Linked DNA regions of Oryctolagus cuniculus: region 2 is linked to region 1. Evidence: chromatin contacts called from public Micro-C data. All regions are on one chromosome and are shown on one strand. The core of a region is the stretch at or near the end of the contact, and the rest is flanking DNA. Distances in the headings are between cores, read along the strand shown.

Region 1 (2,998 bases), core at 332-2,831:
CCTCGACCGGCTTTCATTTCAACGTAGGCTGCTGGTCCCGGTGCTGGCACATGCCGGGGCTCAAGGACTCCCTGCTGGTGATTTCCAGACTTGGCTTCCTAGGAAGCCTCCCAGAAAACCTAGCCCCAGTCTCGTCCGCCATTTTCACTGAGCAGCACCGCCCCCGCCCCCTTGGTTTACGCTAATTGCCTTTCCTTTTTCATGTTGTATTTGAAAGGCAGAAAGAGAGAGATCTTCCATCTGCTGGTTGTTCTCCCCAGTTGCTGATAACAAGCCAGGGCGGGCCAGGCCAAAGCCAGGAACCTGGAACTCAATCCAGGGTCTCCCATGTGAGTCGCGGGGTCTCAAGACTTGACCAACTTCTGCTTCCCGAGGTGCACATTGGCAGAAAGGTGGAATGGGCGAGCAGAGCTGAGACGCAAACCCAGGCAGTCTGATAGGAGATGCGGGCATCCCAAACAGGGTCTTTACTGCTGTATCAAAATGCTCACTCTCCTTTTTCTCTGTCTCTCCCTCTCTCTGTCTGTAACTCTACCTCTCAAATAAATAAATAAGATCTCTAAAAATAATTAATGCTCACCCTTTGAATTGTTTTTCAAATGCCCCCTATATCTTGAGACCTTGCTGTGGCTGAATTCACACCCCACGTCCCCAGAGCCTGTGCAGGTGCCCAGGCCTCTGTTAACTCTGATATCAATGAGAACTCTTTGAGCTGCAGGTGACATACGTCCCAATTCAAACAGCACTAAACGAGAAGATTCTGTGGGTTCCTGAACTGAGAACCCCGGTGGGAGGTCTTCAGGTACAGTGTGACCCAGGACTGCAGTGAATGGCAGGAGGACCCGGTCTTTTTCACCATGGCTCTTTGCCCTCTGTGTTGGCTTCGTCCTCAGGTTGCCCCACTCCGCACGGTAACCCCTAGAATCTCCACACCTACATCCTCACAGCTCCCGTTCCAGTGCGAAGGAGTTCCTGGTAGCAAACATCTCGGGACTTGCCCTGGGTGGACTGATTCTGCCAATGCCCCTCCCCCTCACTGTAACCAGGGGCACTTGCTGTGCTCACTGGCTCAGTCTGAACCAGAGGAATACCTCCTGGAACCCCCCACGGAACTCCTTCCCACAGCACTTGCTCCAAATCGTGGTTCCCTAAAAGGGAAACCTAGGAGCTTCCCCCCAAAGAAGAGTAAAGGGATCCTGGGGGAGCAAATCAACTTCTGCCCATACGACTCCCCACCCCCACCCCAGCCCACAGAACGGAAACCGGTGGAGCAGGGCTCGGGGCAGACAAGACTGCATTAACCGGCTGTGGGTTCTGTCCAGGTCCTGGAGACGCTGGCCCCGGCGCAGCTCTGCGCAGCCGCGCACAGACAGGGCGGGAGCCGAGGCATCTGGGTGACAGACAGGAAGACTTGCGCTCGCCGCCTCCCAGCTTCTCTGGCACGCGAGACTTCGCTTATGATTTATCAGCTATGGGTCCCCTCCAGGCGGCTCCCTTGGCCTCTGCAAGCTGTTTTTCTCCGTCTGATATAAAAATAACACCTAAACAGGATCCCCAACTCGATGTCCCAGGCAAATCAGCTCCCCGGAGGCGGCAGCCAATCCCGCCGTGGGGTCAGGATGCAGGGCCCCGATTACACAGCCTTCAGGAAATACGATCGCACGGCCACAGGCGAAAATCAATCACCCACGGAGGATTGGTTACCCGGCTGTGGCCAGTTGCGTCTGTTGATTCTTGCCTTGCCAAAGGGGCTGGGTGGGGGCCCGGCTGGCGGCGAGAGCAGGAGGGGAATTCCAAGAATCAAAGGACAACACAGGGCAGGGCCGGAACTGGAAAATCGGGGCGCGCGGGGCGGGGGGGGGGGGTCTCAGTGTAGAGCAGCGCCACTGTCAGCCCCCAGCCCAAGTCCTTCCAGACCCTGAACTTGAGGACAACCTACGCGGCTGGAGGTGTAGCAACACTGGAAGCAGGTGGCCAGGTAATAATAATAGTAACCACTTACTGAGCACATATATTTTTTGCATGATCTGTGCTTTCCATAAAGCCGAGCGGTTAAGTTGTGGGCACCAGGCAGTCCAGGCAGCCCGGGGTTAATGCTTGCTCCATCTCCCTAGCTTTGAGATTTTGATCAAATTACTTACTCTATTTATGCCTCGGTCTTCTCATCTGTATCACTGCAGTAAGAAAAATATTTACGTCCTAGGGTTGCAAGGGATCGAGTGGGGTATCGCATGGAACGTGGTGTGCACGGCGTCTACTCAATGCCACGTGCTGCATAGACACGAAGGGTCTTCATTTGCACAGCGCAAAGTGGATGTGTGAATGAAGAGAGGCTAGATGAGACAGAGGCTGATTTTTTTTTTTAAGATTTATTTATGTATTTGAAAGAGTTACACAGAGAGAGGAGGAGAGGTAGAGAGAAAGAGAGAGGTCTTCCATCTGCTGCTTCACTCCCCAGTTGGCCACAATGGCCAGAGCTGTGCCAATCCGAAGCCAGGAGCCAGGAGCTTCTTCCAGGTCTCCCACACGAGTGCAGGGGTCCAAGGACTTGGGCCATCTTCTACTGCTTTCCCAGGCCACAGCAGAGAGCTGGATCGGAGTGGAGCAGCTGGGACTCGAACTGGCACCCATATGGGATGCCGGCACTGCAGGAGACAGCTTTACCCGCTATGCCACAGCACCAGTCCCAGAGGTTGATTTCCCTTAGCAATACAGGCTAGGTGGGCAAAGCAGAGTGGGAGTAGGGGAGTGCTAGGGTTTGTAAGTTCTTATGTCAAAAGCTTGTCCCCAAAGCCACAGAGTTGGGAGATGGGTCCTTGCAGAGGTGACGTGGTACGGGTGTCTGCCTTCACAAATGGATCCAAGTAACCATGACGGAGCAGGTCCTTATCACGGGAAATGGGTTCATTGTCGTGAGAGTGGGTTGATTACACACGAGAACTCGAGACATGGGGCAGTCAGCCTGCCTTTAAGTCGTCCACATCCTGCAATGCAGTGC
Region 2 (2,998 bases), core at 331-2,830, 86 kb after region 1:
ACGGCCCAAGTATTTGGGTCGCTGACAACTACGTGGGAACCAGGTTGGTGTTTCTGGCTCCTGGCTTTAGCCTGGCCTACCCCCAGCTACGCAGACATTTGGGGAATGAGTCAGTGATGGGAGATCTGTTACCTTGCCTTTCAAATAAATCTTGGAGAAACTACTTGCAGCTTTCGTTGATCCACAGCTGGTGAAGGGGCCAAGTCCAAGGCGGCTGCACAGATCCCAGGTAGGGGTGCGTGTGCAGATCCCGCTCTGGGGAGCCTCGCGGGCCCAGAGTCAGAACCTCAAGTGGCAGGAAATGCAGCTCGCAGCCCCACAGCCCTGCTAACCCGAAGCAGTTGGGATTTAAACAGTAGCTAGCAGTAAGCAGGAAAGATCCCCAGCTGCCTCTGGTGACGTCGTCACGGGTGATAACCGACCTGAGTGGAGGGGCGAGTTCCTGGCATCCACACCCCCAACGCCACCGTCAGATCCTCTGAGGTCAGCTGCCCGAGGGGCCAGGATAGCGGACCATCACCCTTGGCGAGGCAGCCTGACACCACGTCCCTCAATGTTTCCAGGTGCACACCCTTGTCCTTTGGCCCCTGCTGGTCAAGGCCTCCAGCTTCTGCATCTGCCGCTGGGCACGCTCAGGGCTTCCTGGCTCTCCCTCTCCTACCCAAGCTCAGCCTGGGACAGCCTGGGACTCGTCTCATTTGATTCGCATACTGCGACTGCCTCCCGAGCTCCCTCGCCTAGGGAACTTGCACTGAGGTACCTCCCCTAGAGCACTCACGGCAGGCTGGAAACTGCTGGTGTTTCTGCGTGCACTGGGGTGAGGCGGGGGGACACGTCTAAGTGTGTTCTGGACGCACCACTTCTAAAACATCTCAAGCACTGCTCCGCATCCCCCCTTGGAAGGGGCTCACCATTCCAGCTCGCCTCTCCCTATCTAAGGGCACCTGGACAAAAGGAGTGACCACGCGCAAGTACCCACTGCATCCTAAGTGCTTCTACTACGCTTGGCTTCTGTCTTCATCATCCCCGCCAGGTATGTATTGTATTCATATTATGAAGAAACAGACTTACGAGTTAGTTGGCAGGTCCAAGGTCAGAGCCAGTGGTACAGTTCACTGGAAGGCCCAGGCTCTTTTCCTAACACAAGGCCACTTCTTCATTAATATTCATTCTAGGGAAACGTAGTTTTTGATCAATCCCAAGTGGATTTGAAGCACCCGGGAACAGTAACCTCCAGTCCGCAGCCACCCCCTCCCCCTACTCCATCGCAACACCAACACCCTGGACAGCACTCCTGGTCTCTGGAGCACTCACTGCCCTGCCTGCAAACGGGCACTGGGTGAGTTACCAAGTTAGGATGGCAACGGATAGATTGTGGCAAGTGTTGACTCTACTAGACTCCCGCAATTTTTTAAAAAGAATTATTTATTTATTTGAAAGACAGAGTGACAGGAGAAGACAGAGAGAGACGTTTGCAACACTGATTCACTCCCCAAAAGGTCACAATGGCCGGGGCTGGGCCAGACACTCCACGCTGGTCTCCCACGTGGGTATTTGGGAATTTCTTCCAGGTATCTGGGCCATCTTCGGCTGCCGTCCCAGGTGTACCTGCAGGGAGCTGGCTGGGAAGCGGAGCAGCTGAGACATGACCCAGCACTCCGACGTGGGATGCCTGCACCACACACAGAAGCAGTGGCTTAACTCGCTGTGCCACAACACCGGCCCCTGGACTTCAATTTACACTTCCCAGAAAAACCCTCCAGACTCCTCAGCAATTCCTCATTTAGCTGAATGTTCGATCAGCCAGAGCAGATTTGCTCTCCACGGGAAAGGGAAACATGACACAAAAGCCAACGCCCTTCCTCCAGCCAGCAGACTACCACACCTAGCAGACGAAGATGGGAGAAACAAACACACATGTGGGAACGTGTTTTAAACTGCAAAAAACATTCTACTTGCATCACTCACGGAGTCTCCCAAGTCCTTCCTTCCCTCCCTCCCCCGGCACCCCGGTCCCCGCCTGTGGGACTGCTCCCCATCCAGGTCAGACTGCCGAGCTGTGCAGGGTTTCTGAGGTTGGTTTCCAGGGAGTGAGGCAGCACCGGGCTAAGAGGCAGCGAGCTCCCCCACGGGAAGGCTGCCGACCCTCCTCTGCCACACGTACAATGCTTGATCCAGGAGGGACAGGAGAGAGTTCCCTTCAACGATGTCAGCAAAGATCTGACGGGACTGGCAAGGACCTCTGCCACCGTGGCCCGCCTTTGAAGTCCTCAGGACTGGACGGCACGTGCTGCCCTGGACTTTGTCACCCTCACACTTTCTTCACCAATGTCAACCTGACCTTAGGACTGGCTGGCACACTCCCCTAGACTGTATCCTTGAACGCTGATCAGGACTCTCAGTGACCTTTCCAGGTCTCCACCCAACTCACCACCTGACATCAGGAGCCCGCCGGGGTGGGGGTGGGGGGTTCATCTCCATCTTTTCCAAGTTCAGAGAAATGGGGTAACTGGAGGCCGTGATGGCAGCAGCCCAGCCTGGGTGTCTGATGCACAAAGGGGAAACCAGCCCATGGGAGATGTGGGACCAATTTCTAGTTAGCTCCCAGTGTGCGCTGCGGCTACAGTACTAAGTAAACCGATTGTAGGGACTGACTCCAGAGGAGGCCAGCAGCCATAGGAGGTACTGGGCTAGGGACAAGCAGGTCCAAGTGGAAACCACCTTTCTGCCCCACTCTAAGCCTTGTGCCTCCCCCCAGGTGAGAGAACTTCCGGCTCAGGCACTTGAGTCCTTTGAGATTTCTGTATGTACAGTTCACTCCGTCAGCATTTATTGAGCACTCACTGTTTACTTAGGCTTGGGGAGGGAGGTAGATTCCTTTCAGTTCAAGAGTTTAGCAGGCGTCTGGAAGGCCAGCCTACAACAGTGATGGCCCCTGAAACGCACCCGCCGAGCTGCCAGCCCAGGTGTGGGGAAGCCTCAGCCCCTCCCACCCTCC

The links. Hi-C and Micro-C count contacts between places; a contact is called where the count stands out from the background.
Region 2: a Micro-C map of ear pinna shows a contact between it and region 1, with 8 times the contacts expected there. The contact joins two enhancer-like sites. A contact is called at or near these places in 3 of 6 Hi-C or Micro-C datasets (ear pinna, psoas muscle and an unstated tissue).

Annotation. Positions count from the first base shown.
Region 1 is chr3:20,607,685-20,610,682 of mOryCun1.1, forward strand. No RefSeq gene overlaps it. Among named protein-coding and RNA genes, the nearest start is that of PRKAG3, 4.7 kb to the right of the region's middle. Within about 2 kb of position 1,582, at least 2 of the 8 cell types and tissues checked have an H3K27ac peak or open chromatin away from gene starts, as enhancers often do. A contact at or near this core is called in ear pinna, where this site is marked.
Region 2 is chr3:20,693,266-20,696,263 of mOryCun1.1, forward strand. No RefSeq gene overlaps it. Among named protein-coding and RNA genes, the nearest start is that of CYP27A1, 23 kb to the left of the region's middle. Within about 2 kb of position 1,581, at least 1 of the 8 cell types and tissues checked has an H3K27ac peak or open chromatin away from gene starts, as enhancers often do. A contact at or near this core is called in ear pinna, where this site is marked.